2 separate regions of the Callithrix jacchus genome follow, and region 1 is linked to region 2. Evidence: chromatin contacts called from public Hi-C data. All regions are on one chromosome and are shown on one strand. Each heading gives the region's core, a stretch centred on a gene start, on an enhancer-like site or on the middle of the called end of the contact. The rest is flanking DNA. Distances are from core to core; before and after follow the strand shown. Region 1 holds the start of STAMBP (STAM binding protein). Region 2 holds the start of BOLA3 (bolA family member 3).

The links. A called contact is a pair of places that touch in the nucleus more often than the background predicts.
Region 1: a contact with region 2 is called in a Hi-C map of skeletal muscle, with 7 times the contacts expected there. The contact joins the promoter of STAMBP here to the promoter of BOLA3 in region 2. A contact is called at or near these places in 3 of 3 Hi-C or Micro-C datasets (induced pluripotent stem cells and skeletal muscle).

What each region holds. Positions count from the first base shown.
Region 1 is chr14:39,353,332-39,359,380 of calJac240_pri, forward strand. It overlaps STAMBP (STAM binding protein), which reads right to left and starts at 2,195. Exons shown (of 9, transcript XM_078349048.1): 1 at 2,157-2,195. It also overlaps a transcript of LOC103787882 not described here.
Region 2 is chr14:39,042,741-39,049,027 of calJac240_pri, forward strand. BOLA3 (bolA family member 3) reads left to right here and starts at 4,813. Exons shown (of 3, transcript XM_017964230.4): 1 at 4,813-4,897. The coding sequence starts at 4,844. It overlaps LOC128929602 (a long non-coding RNA gene), which reads right to left and starts at 4,701. Exons shown (of 2, transcript XR_008476267.2): 1 at 4,202-4,701.

The sequences.
Region 1 (6,049 bases), core at 945-3,444, 310 kb after region 2:
AGTTCTGTAGTTTTAGCAATTTTGAGCTGAATAAGCGAGGCACCCGTCACCAGAAAGGAAAAAGGAAACTGTAGGTGTCTTACGTGATATACTTGTTATAGAGGATGAAGGCATGTTCAATGTTGCCTTCCTCAGAGTAAATGGATGCCATTCGGATAATCTCAACTCCAGAGCGGAAGTACCGACGGGGTGGAATATCTTCATTCACCTCTACCGCACTACCCAGCTGGGAGAGAGCCCTCACCCGGTCTTCGGGCGGGAGGCTCACATCTCCATGGTCAGACATCAGGACTAAGTTCTGAGACAGAAAAAACAGATGGCATCAATACCATTTCCCCCATCATCCCAGCAGTGTCTTATAGTTTATCTCACAGACCTCTACCTTAATAAGAAAATATAAGAGAAACATACCCAATGCTGTGGCTCCTATTAAATAAAGACTTTCTTACAAGAAGACTGAGACTCTCACCCAAATCACAATGATGAAAGGACTGGCAGACTCGAAAACGTACAATCCCTGTCCCATAATTAGGTGGTATAAATAGTATAACCACAGTGGGTCAACTAAAGGTTCAGTTCAAGTTAATCAAATTCCTTTTCATTAGGTGGCTCCGCCCATAATGAGTAGGAGCAGTATCTTTCATTTTCTATTATTTCTCCTTCCAGACACCCACATACCTCCACCCCAGTACCTGGCAGAGTGCACTCAGTGAACTTTCATGAGGATTGTTAATTGACTTCAAGGTTGACCATTTTTATTTAATCTGAGAGTGACATTTTCTGTGGTATACTTTTTCATATTTGAGCACAAGGTGAGTTAGGGGAACTGGTCTGGGAATTAATGCTCACAATCATAACTCTGCTCACTAAACCACTACAGTCAATCTATAAAATCATCCATTCATCATGGCAAGGAATTTGGATCTTGAAAACAACCATTTATTCATCTTCATAGACTAAGCATTCTTTGAATAACAAAAGGGCACGATGTAACTTGGATTGCAAAAACCAACCAACCAACTCAGCAGATTTCCCTCTTGGGGTCCAAAGACTCCAGCAATTCTTGTCTTTCTAGGTATAGTTGCTGTTAGAATCAGATTCCAGATTCCAACCAGATATCACCACTATCATCTCCAAAACAAATCTGTGCAATTGATACACAATGCATTACAGCAAACCCTAATCAGCATGCTCTAGAATATACAAGCTACAGTAAAATTAATCTTGGAATTTAAGGCCCTGTGGCAACGGGCCCTCCCCAGCAGAGATCTTTTGCTTCAGTCAGGACTCCAATCGGCCCAGGCATCCTTACATTTCAGTTTCATTTGTCTATCTACTGTTTTTCTTTTCTGCTACAACTCTTCCTTCAGGGGCAATCTTAGCCAATTCCATCTTTAGGTCTCTTCAATATTCGGGTCACAATGCCTCCACAAAGCTTCCCCTCTAAAACACCCTCACTAATAGTACAAAAGCCGTGAGGACTACTAGGGATGCAGAGACAGTCCATCTCTCAAGAGGCCTCTTTAGGGATTCAGAAAGCCGCAAGCATATCTAAAACCTCCCCAGGTTGCCTAATTAGTAAACCTACTCCACAGCCCATTTAAGTTAACTAAAACAGAGGATGGTCGTTGCATCTCAGTACCTCTTGGGAGAGGTTCTTGTGGGTTAAGAAAGGAACCACCTCCCGAGGCCAGGAAGCGGCGCCGGGTACCAACGGGTTGAGCAATTCCAAAAGCGGGATGCAGCATCTGCAAATGAGGGGGAAGGGCGGCGTAAAGGACCGAGGGGAAAATACGAGGAGGAGAAAGGAAGTAGCAGGTATGAGCGGAGGGGGCGTATACAGTCGGAAGGGCTCCACTGACAACTGCCTGAGGAGCACTTCTTGAAGGCACTCAGGACCAAGTTGCCAACCCCGGGCACAATCATTCAGGGTTTTCAGGATCGTTCAAACGCAGCAGGCGGGGAAACGCTGGGCCTGGCTGGTCAGGCGCCAGCCCGCGGAGACCGAAGCCGTCGGGTGCCTCGAGCGAGGCAAGCCGCGCAGGGGACTCGGGGAAAGAAGGCTGCAGGCCCCACACTCACGGCAGCCGTTCCCCTTCAGAGTCCGACCACAATCAGAGCCCCTGCCCCACCACGTTCCCGGGACCCTTCCCCACCTTTCCCCGCAGATGACACTCGGAGCTTCCGGAAACGTCACATCCGGCGCCCGCTCCGCCCACTCCCTCCCGTCGGTTTATTACTCTCTCAAGGATTTAGGACTTGGGATGGAGAGCTAGTTGGTGGGGCGTGAATCACCTGCTGAAAATCTGACCAATGAGGAGCGAACAATGCATCGGCCATCTTGGTAAAGGGAAAAGGAACAGGGAAGAAGACGGAACCAATGACCAAGCTAAGGTTTGGTTTTAAAATTATTTTGATTTGGGTTAGCCCCTCATCACGCTCACAGTACTCCTGCTTTTAAGTAGGGATTGCTGATCCCAGTACACCTGCGTACTTAGCTAAACCAGGATTTATAAATTGGGGGACCGGAAGTCTTTCGAATGTATTTTTCAGCTTGCGTTACATTCTACACAAAATTGGTAGTCTTAGATATTAGGCAATAGTTGTTACTGCTTAGAAAAGAAGATGAGTCTAACTTTTTTTTTTTGGTAAGACAAGGTCTTGCAGGGTCACCCAGGCCAGCACAGGAGTGCAGTGGTGTGATCAAAGCTCACTGTGGTCTCCAACTTCTGGACTCAAGCAATCTTCCTGCTTCTGCCTCCCAGCGTACTGGGATTACTGGTGTGTGCCACTGCACCGGGCTGAGACTAACTTTTTAATGTCAAAAAAACTATAAAATATTTGAAAAAAAAGGGTTTAATCTCTAAGAGCCACTATGCAAAAGCAGTGGAGACACAAAGAACTGTGTGACAGTTCCTGTGCTGAGACCGGACAAGGTGGTTTTATGCATCAAATACAGAGTGGCACGTTCTGCATTTAGATGTGTGTCTGTATGAATCCATACACACTCTCTTTCCAAAAAGGTCCTGCAAGCTTGCTAGTCATTCTGCCTCAGGAGACTTTGTGAAACGTTATGCTTTGGTTTAAAAGTCAAAGTCTCTGGGGACACTTTCCCCAAATTTGGGAGCCTTCCTGTGAGTTAGTTAATGTGATGACATGACCTGTTCTTCCAGGTCTAGCTTAAAGCCCTAGTTCAGATGTTGCCTCCTCCACCTAGCCAGCCTTCAGATCTCTCATTTCTCCCAAACTCTGTTGTGTATATTTTTGTTGGAGTTACCTGAAGTGATTCTATGTAGTCATCAACTTTTCAGACTAGGGTTTGAAAGTACTTAATTGCATCATCACCTCCCCTTCTGCCCCCGGCAAGCATTAATGTACATGGGTCTACTATTGACTCTCATGGATCTACTGCAGATAAATCTGGGAAGATAATTGTAGAGAATGCTCTACCCTATCTTCAAAGCTCTCTCTACTGACTCTTTTCAGAATGTACACATAATGGGTTGAGCCTAAAGAAACTGATGCACTGGAGATGCTGGTCATAGGGTGGGCATATAGTGTAGATAGGGTTCTGGCAGGAGGCAACACAGGCCAAAATCCAATGCATTCAACCTCTCAGTCAGTAAATGTTTACTGAGTGTCTACTATGTTCCAGGTTCTGTTTTAGGTGTTAGGGATACATGAGCAAACAAATCTAGCAGATGGATACTCTTACGGTGGAAGTACACGCAGAAGTAGAACTGGTGGGCAGGAAACATAGGCATCTACTCCCATTGAGCACAATCTCTGAAGTAGTTCTTTTTTTTTTATGTTTAGTTTAACAGGTAAAGAGAATTTACAAACATCCTAGATTTTAAGATTATGGTGAGAAGACTTTAAGAAGCTATAACTGAGACACACATATAAAAGGGATATGCATAAACAGTCAGCGCCAGCCACATAGAGGCTGTTCCTGATATCAGAAAGTTAATATGCACAGTTGCTAGCAGTTCTTAAGGCAATGGCTAAGTGGAGGATCTAGTCATTTTAGGGAGAGAATTTGTAAATGTTGACTATATTTTTTATATGTGGGGCAAAGTTCAATACTCAGCTTTCTAGGGACCCGAAACAACGAGGAAATCTTAGCCAGGGTGAAAGTTTTACATTCCTCATTTCTTGTTTAACTGGAAAAGTTTAAAACTAAACAATTTTGTACACACAATCAGGAAATCAGAGCTGTAAAAGGTTCTTGGCATAACTGAGGAGAATATCCTACCTACCCCTGCCCTAAAGATTGGAGGCTAAGCATGGAAGGTATTCTTTCAGTAAATAGGCTTCAGCAGCTTACTTGGTAGACTAAGACCAAGTTAGGAATTGAGATACTCTTTCCTTCTGGTGTCCACACCTGGCCGTGAACACTTTTCCTGAATATAGCAGCCCCCATCTGGCCTCTTGCATATGCCAATGTCAGATCTCCTGCACTCCTGCATGCTCATTCCTACCTGCTCATTTTCGGGCAGCAGCAAAAGATGCCTAGAATGTGAAGTTCTTAATCTGATATGTAACATCATGGTTTAGAAAACACAGGCCTGAACCAGGTGTGCTGGCTCATGCCTATAATCCCAGCACTTCGGGAAGCTGAGACAGAAAGAGCACTTAAGCCCAGGAGTTTGAGGATATAGCGAGCTATGATTGCACCACTGCCCTCCAGCCTGGGCAACAGAGTGAGACCGTCTCTCAAAAAACAAAACAAAACAAAAAACCCAGGAGGATCACTGGAGCCCAGGAGTTTAAGGCTGTGGTGTGCTATGGTCTCAACTGTGAAAAGCCACTGCATGCCAGCCTGGGCAACATTGTAAGACCCCTATCACTAAAAAGCGAAAAGAATAAAAGGAGGTCGGGCGCGGTGGCTCACGCCTATAATCCCAGCACTTTGGGAGGCCGAGGGGGGTGGATCACAAGGTCAAGAGATCGAGACCATCCTGGTCAACATGGTGAAATCCCGTCTCTACTAAAAATACAAAAAAATTAGCTGGGCATGGTGGCACGCGCCTGGAGTCCCACCTACTCGAGAGGCTGAGGCAGGAGAATTGCTTGAACCCAGGAGGCAGAGGTTGCGGTGAGCCGAGATCCCGCCATTGCACTCCAGTCTGGGTAACAACAGCGAAACTCCGTCTCAAAAAAAATAAATAAATAAAAGGAAAAGAAAAACACAGACCCAGAGCAGCTTTGGAGGGGCATAGGAGGTAAAAACAAGGAAGACTCCTGACTTCAGGTGTATTTCACTTGCATAGTTGGTACTCTTGTGTTAAGTGGCATACCTAGAGGGACAATTGCTTTAAGTACAGGAGGGCATTCATTCTTACTTACTATAATGCATTCTTACAACAGCAGCTAATTATTATTATTATTATTTTTTTTTTTTTGAGATGGAGTCTTGCTCTGTCACCCAGGCTAGAGTGTGGTGTGGTGCAATCTTGGCTGCAACCTCTGCCTCCCGGGTTCAAGCAATTCTCCCTTCTTCAGCTTCCTGAGTAGCTGGGATTACAGGCACCCACCACCACACCTGGCTAAATTTTGTATTTTTTTTTTTTTTTAGTAGAGATGGGATTTTGCCATGTTGGCCATGCTGGTCTTCACCTCCTGACTGCAGGTGATCCACCCACCTCAGCCTCCCGAAGTGCTTGGATTGCAAGCGTGAGCCACCACACCTGGCCACTAATGGTCTTTTTAAAGCAAAAATCAGATTCCATCACTTCTGGGCTTAAAACTCGTAACTGAAGTCCCATGGCACTTAGAATAAACATCCATCCTCCTTACTGGGGATTCCAGAGTGACTCGGCCCCTGTTGCCTCTCTGACTTCATCTCCCAATCTCCTTGTGTAATACTCTCCATCCACTCCATCCAAACATCTGCTTTTCCACTCAAGAACTTTGCATAGCTGATTCCTCTTTCTGGGGTGCTTTTACCCTGATCTTCACTTGGCTGGCTCTGCCTTATCATTCATTTCTCAGTTTACATGTTAACCCCCCAAGGGGAACTTCTCTGACCACCCATTCTAAGGAGCCA
Region 2 (6,287 bases), core at 3,563-6,062:
AATAGAAGTTCCTAAATGAACTAAGTATCATAGTACTAGGACCCAATGCCTAAGAAACAAACTATGTCTCTGATAGTGGCTAAAACCCATACCAGACAAAAATGCGTGGTCTCCTTGCTGCCATGTGAATCAGGCTCCAGATCTCTTTGTACATTCCTGGTTCTGAGACCACAGAGTTAAAATTAAAAACTTAATGAATGTGGCTAAACAGTACAAGTTAACAATAATTTAATTTTTTTGAGACGGGGTCTTTGTTGCCCAGGGTGGGAGTGCAGTGGCAGAATCTTGGTCCACTGCAACCTCCACCTCCTAGGCTCAAGTGATCTTCCTGTCTCAGCTTCCTGAGTAGTTAGGACAACAGGCATGCACCATCATGCCCAGCTAATTTTTTGTATTTTTTGTAAAGATGGGGTTTTGCCATGTTGCCCAGGTTGGTCTCGAACCCCTGAGCGCAAGCAATCTGCCCATCCCAGCCTCCCAAAGTGCTGGGATTACAGGCATAAGCTACCACACCCAGCCTAGTTAATACTAATTTTGTATAAGCCATGAGTAAACTAGCAATCACTTTTATTTTTCTTTTGATATTTTCAGTAGGCCTAAAATTGATCATAAAAAGGATAAGCTTAATCTTTGGGAGAGCCAGACGCTGGGTTCCAACCTGCACAGCCAGAAAGTGTCCAAACTATGCCATGGACCTTCTCTAACAAATACCCCATTGATGTCCCTACTACGTATGGACACACTACAGCCTGCACCATCCCCACTTAGGTGTGGACACTAGCCTGCATCATCATCGCTGGCCACTAGATGCCAGTCTCCACCATGGCACCTCTCAAAAGCTAGCTCCCTTTTTGCTTTTTACAGGAGTCCTTTAGTAGGTTATCTCATTTAATTCATAAAGCAACTTGGGGAAAGTGATTGCAATTAAGAGATATGCCAGAAATATTTCAGTATTCTTTAGACCATGCCACAGAAGCTCTGACAAGTTGAAATAGTACATAGCAAGTCAGGCCTCTGTTTCTCTGGATAGCATTTGTAAAAATTCTGCATGCTCAACAGTACTAGGAAGCTCTATAAAATAAAACGCTGATACGATGAAAAATCCTAATGAGGTTAAAAAAGGAGGTGCATCCAAAGAGTTCCTACCTAATTAATTTTCTGAGTTGGCCCAGATTTAATATATGTATGAAAGCTATGAGTGATCATGGACCAATACAGCTGAAGAAAAGAGAATCTCAAGGTCACAGCAAAAAAAGTAAGATGCAGAAAGCATTGACTCATTTCCTGGGACTAAATGCATTTCACTTTTATTTTAATCATTAAGTAAAACTTACCTTTTATTTGTTTCTGCCAGAAAATAATAATAATACTGGAACTGTTGGAACTAATTTGGAAGCCCAAGATTGGTCAGATTGTCCTGCAAATCCTTTTTTAGAAAGTTTCAAATTTAGACCTGTGGAGCGCGAATTGCTGAGCCTCTGTCAGTTCTGTTCAGTAATAACAGTGCATGCACTTTTTGTCCCAGATGTCAAGTAAGGCTCTGTCCTCATGGAGCTTATAGACCAGTGAGAACAGACACATACATAAATTGATAGTTGTAAAGGGCCATAAGTGCAACAAAAGTTACAGGTAAGTTGCAGGCCCTAAGCTTACAGAGGTGGCAGTCAGAGGTGGCTCATTGGGAGAAGACAAGGCTTGAACCTTAAAAGCTGGGCATTAAAAAGTGGGCAACTGCATAACCAAACTTGTAGCATAGCTTATACAGGGAGATGCAAGTATAATATTACTGAAGGATAGATTTCATTTGGGCAGGTAGATAGTGGTTAAATCATAAAAAAGAACTGTAGGTGATGGGGTGTCTGAAGGATTTCAAGTAGTAAATGTTTTCATTTATTTATTTTTGAGACAGAGTCTCACTCAGTTGCCCAGGCTGGAGTGCAATGGCTCGATCTCGGCTCACTGCAACACCCACCTCCCAGGTTCAAGTGATTCTCCTGCTTCAGCCTCCTTAGTAGCTGGGGAGTAGAGGTACATGCCACCCCACCCGGCTGATTTTTGTATTTTTAGTAGGATGGTGTTTCACCATGTAGCCAGGCTGGTCTCAAACTCCTGACCTCAGGTGATCCACCTGCCTTGACCTCCCAAAGTGCTGGGATTACAGGCGTGAGCCACCATGCCCTGCCTAAATGTTTTCATTTCAGATGGTTCTGACAGCCTAGGGGAAACAGGATAGGAGGAAAATGGGCAGAGAGTAGCTCAGAGTAACAGTGTGGGCAGTTGTCAAATTATGGGGAAATGGAAGATTAGAGATAAGCAAAAGTACCCTTTTTTTTGGAGACAAAAAGCTGGTAGAGAGGCCGCCAAGGCGAGCTAATGGTTTGTAATTTGAGTAGAGACGGGGTTTCACCATGTTAGCCAGGCTATTTCTGAACTCCTGAACTCAGGTGATTTGCCTGCCTTGGCCTCCCAAAGTGCTTGGATTACAGGTATAAGCTACCTTGCCTGGCCAAAAGTACCATTTTTAAATAAAAAGAAGAATTCTGCCAATACAAATCTGTAAGCTTTGTTTAACCTCACTTGGTTACAAGTGAGAAACCCAATTAAACTGGGTTTAGTGCTCATTTCCAGCACTGCTGGTTTCCAGCTGTACAAACAAAGGCAAGCATTTGTCTCCTTTTATCTGTTTTCTTCTTTGTCTTGCTTCATTTCCAAAGTAGCTCTGCCTGCATGGTTGCAAAGATGGTTGCCAGCTACTCCAGCCTTTCTACCAGCTTAGCAGCACACCAGAAAAAGATCAACGTCTGGGAACTATAGACACTGGGGAATACAAGAGGGAGGAAGGAAGAAAAGGGGCAAGGATTTAAACTACCTATTGGGTACTATGCTCATTACCTGAAGGACAGATTCATTCATACTCCAAACTTCAGCACCATGCAATATACCTCTGTGACAAGCCTGCATATATACCCTCTGATTCTAAAATAAAAGTTGCAAAAGGCTGTCTGTTGCCCAGGCTGGAGTGCAATGGTGCGATCATGGCTCCTGCAACCTCTGCCTCCCAGGTTCAAGCGATTCTCCTGCCTCAGCTTCCAGAGTAGCTGGGATTACAGGCATGCACCACCACGTCTGGCTAATTTTGTATTTTTAGTTGAGATTTTCTCCGTGTTGGTCAGGCTGCTCTTGAACTCCTGAAATCAGATGATTCGCCCGCCTCGGCCTCCCTAAGTGCTAGAATTAAAGGCGTGAGCCACCACGCCTGGCCAGGATCCATTTCTTTAGTTCCAGAAAAGTCCCTATACTAACTCTCATTGGTTTGGCTCAGATCATGTGGCTAATCCTAAGCCAATCTCTGATTAGCCAGACTTGGGTCCTGTTTCCACTCCTAGAACTGGGAATAGATGTGCCTCATCTAAACCATGCTGTTTGAATAGCAAGGGGATGGTTCACCACTATTATCCTGCTTGAAAAAAATTTTTTTGACAGTTTTAATTGCATCATTGACTCAATGAAGAAAACTTAGAAGTTAGCAAATCATCTGTAAACATTTTAAAGGAAGGAAGCATAAAATGTAAGACAGGCTAGTAATTGATCCAAAGGAGAAATTCTTAAGGCCAGAACCTAGGAGTCAGTTAATATTGTAATAAATGTTTTAGACAACATCCGTATAGAACAACTATAGGTCCACTCCATCCAAGTGCAACGCTGAAGGGACGTATTGATTACATAGACCAGAATATTGGCAAAAAGCTGGTAAATCCTGCAGGGTGCCATCAGACCACGTGCACAAACAAATACAGCTAGAGAGAGGAGGAGCTTGGTTGAATTTCTGCCTTGACTGGTCTGAGGACTCCAGAGGCGAGGCGAATTTGCTGACAGTTCTACCCCATCCCACATGGCGTCAGCTTCCGTTCCATTCTCACGGTCTGTGGTCCATGGCTCCAACCTGGGCCTCTGCTAGGCTGTGTCCTGTGGCACCTTAAACTCAGGCAAATTCAAAACTGTTCGAGGACTCTGCTTAGCCCCCAACTAACCCTCCTCCATCCAAGTCATTGTCCAAGCCAGAAACAGGAGTCATCTCAGATACCTTCCCCACCCTCACCCCAACATGCAGTCGCTCGATTCTGTTCACTTCCCAAGTGTCTCAGTTCACTCTTCTCAGTTCCTCCTTCCACTGGTTTAGTTTAGGCCCCTCCGTTCTCACCTGGACCATCGCGGTAGCCTCGGAGCTTCTGACCGTGTCTCCAGTGGCAGCCCCTACACGCCCTCCTCCTCGCAGGAGCACAGCGATCTTTCTAAGGCGCGAATCAAATCCTTCCACGAGTTCCCACACCAGGATCGAAGGCCAAGCTCTCAGTTAGAAGCTAGGCTGCCGACGTGGGGAGTGGGAATGGAAAAGTGCATCAGGGGCACGAGAGGTATTCGGATGAGGGAAGTCTCGTATCGGGCGCCAAGACCTTGGAGTGTTTTTGAGCTGGGGAGGAAAAAGGTTTTCACGTGGTCAAGGGGACCCTATCAGTGAAACCGGCCCTGGGGAGGCTGGATGAGTGCGGGGCGAGCCCAGGCAGAGGGCGGGGTCCCGAGGCCGACAGGCGCTGCAGTATCGTGGGTGGAGAGTCAGCCAGGGGAGGGGGAGGTGGGGCCCGGCGTCCCGCAGCCTCGGGGGACCGAGCCAGGCGACCGGAGGCCTCCGGGGCGGGGCCTTGAGAACTGGGGCGGGGCCCCGGGAGGCTGGCGGCCTCCGGGCGGCAGGGGGCGGCCTCTCCCACGGCGGCTGCTCTCGGTCTCCCGCTCCGCATCTTTCGGGCATATAGTGACCTCGGGCGGCGGGTCGCGTCAGCCGGGCATGGCGGCATGGAGCCCAGCTGCGGCAGCGCCTCTGCTCCGCGGGATACGCGGGGTGAGCGCGGGCTGGGTCGGGGCTGCTCTCCCCGGGACGGGAGCTGCGGAGGGACCGTGGGGCCGGCAGCTGTCGGGGCTTGAGGGGCGCGCATGGCACCGGCCACTGGGGGCCTCCTCTTCCTTTCTCTCATTCATTCATTCATTCATTCATTCACTCAGCGAGTTCGGCATTCGAAATTTCAAGCTCCGGAGCGCTCTGGGGGAGCTCCCGAGCTGGGTGGAGTTTGGAGGTCAGGCGGACAGACACATAAACAGTCATAATACAGCGGGCACAAGGGAAAAAAAAAGATGATTTGCGGAGCGGAAGAGAGAAGTCATAGCCGAGGTCAAGGCGTGGGTGCAGGGGACTGCAGTGGAGCCGGGGCCTTGGGAAGGTCGACTGGGCCTCTGACCTTGATCCTATCCAGATCCCACACTACCGGAGCAGAACCCAAGCTGGGGACACTTACCACGCGCTCTCCTAATTACTCCCACTTTCTGATTCATCCTTTGCTTCAGTTCATACACTTCTCTTTCTTTTCATTTTCCATCTCCCCTGGACCTATACCTGCCTCGCCCGTGCATGAAGAGTTCTTCCACTGTGGTGACTTTGAGCTTGGTCAGTGATGATCTGGGTTGTCAGTTGATTATTCCACTAAAGGCCGCTGACCACAGATCTGAAAAGATGAAAGAAAGACTTCTCCCAAGGATTCTGCAACACTGACCACTCTCACCCCTTAGTGGCTGCTGATTCTGTCTGCCATCTGGTTACTCTTTGCCTTTTCCCCCAAGATTCTGCCCCCAGAAGCAGCTCCACCCCACCCTCACCCCCAGCAATCCTGTCCAGTCTCTCAACATTGAGTTTCTGTCCCTCCATACAGCAGGCAGACAATCACACCCTGGACCTTTCTCCTGACCTGTGTTTCAACTGCCTGTCAGACTTCTCTGCTGGGGCCCAGTAGTAGAACTGTCCCTAACTGAGTAGTTCTTCCCCTGCTCATTCATTCATCTATCCAACACCAAGTGCCTCCCCTGGGGTCAGCTCTGGGATGCTGCCCTACTCAGTTCTGGTCTGTAAGACCAGTGGTGAGAGAGCCAGTGCACAGCTCGTTTTAAAGGAGTTGCTCTGAGTTCTGTGACACAGGACCTTGCTCTGAGCTATCAGGAAGGACTGAGGGTTAGAGGGGTGGGAACATCAGCACCAGCATCCATGAATGGCCCTAGTGTCCTCCCACCTGTCATCCATGTCTAGTCAGGGACCAGCACCCAGTACTTCCTCCATTGTAATGCCTCTTCCTGACTCGCTCCAGAAGGCACTGTTTCCTGCAGGTTACTTTGGTACCATGAGCCTGGGTTCCATCACCTGGAGCCACATCATCTGTCTGACACAGTCCACAATCTTTAGCCTG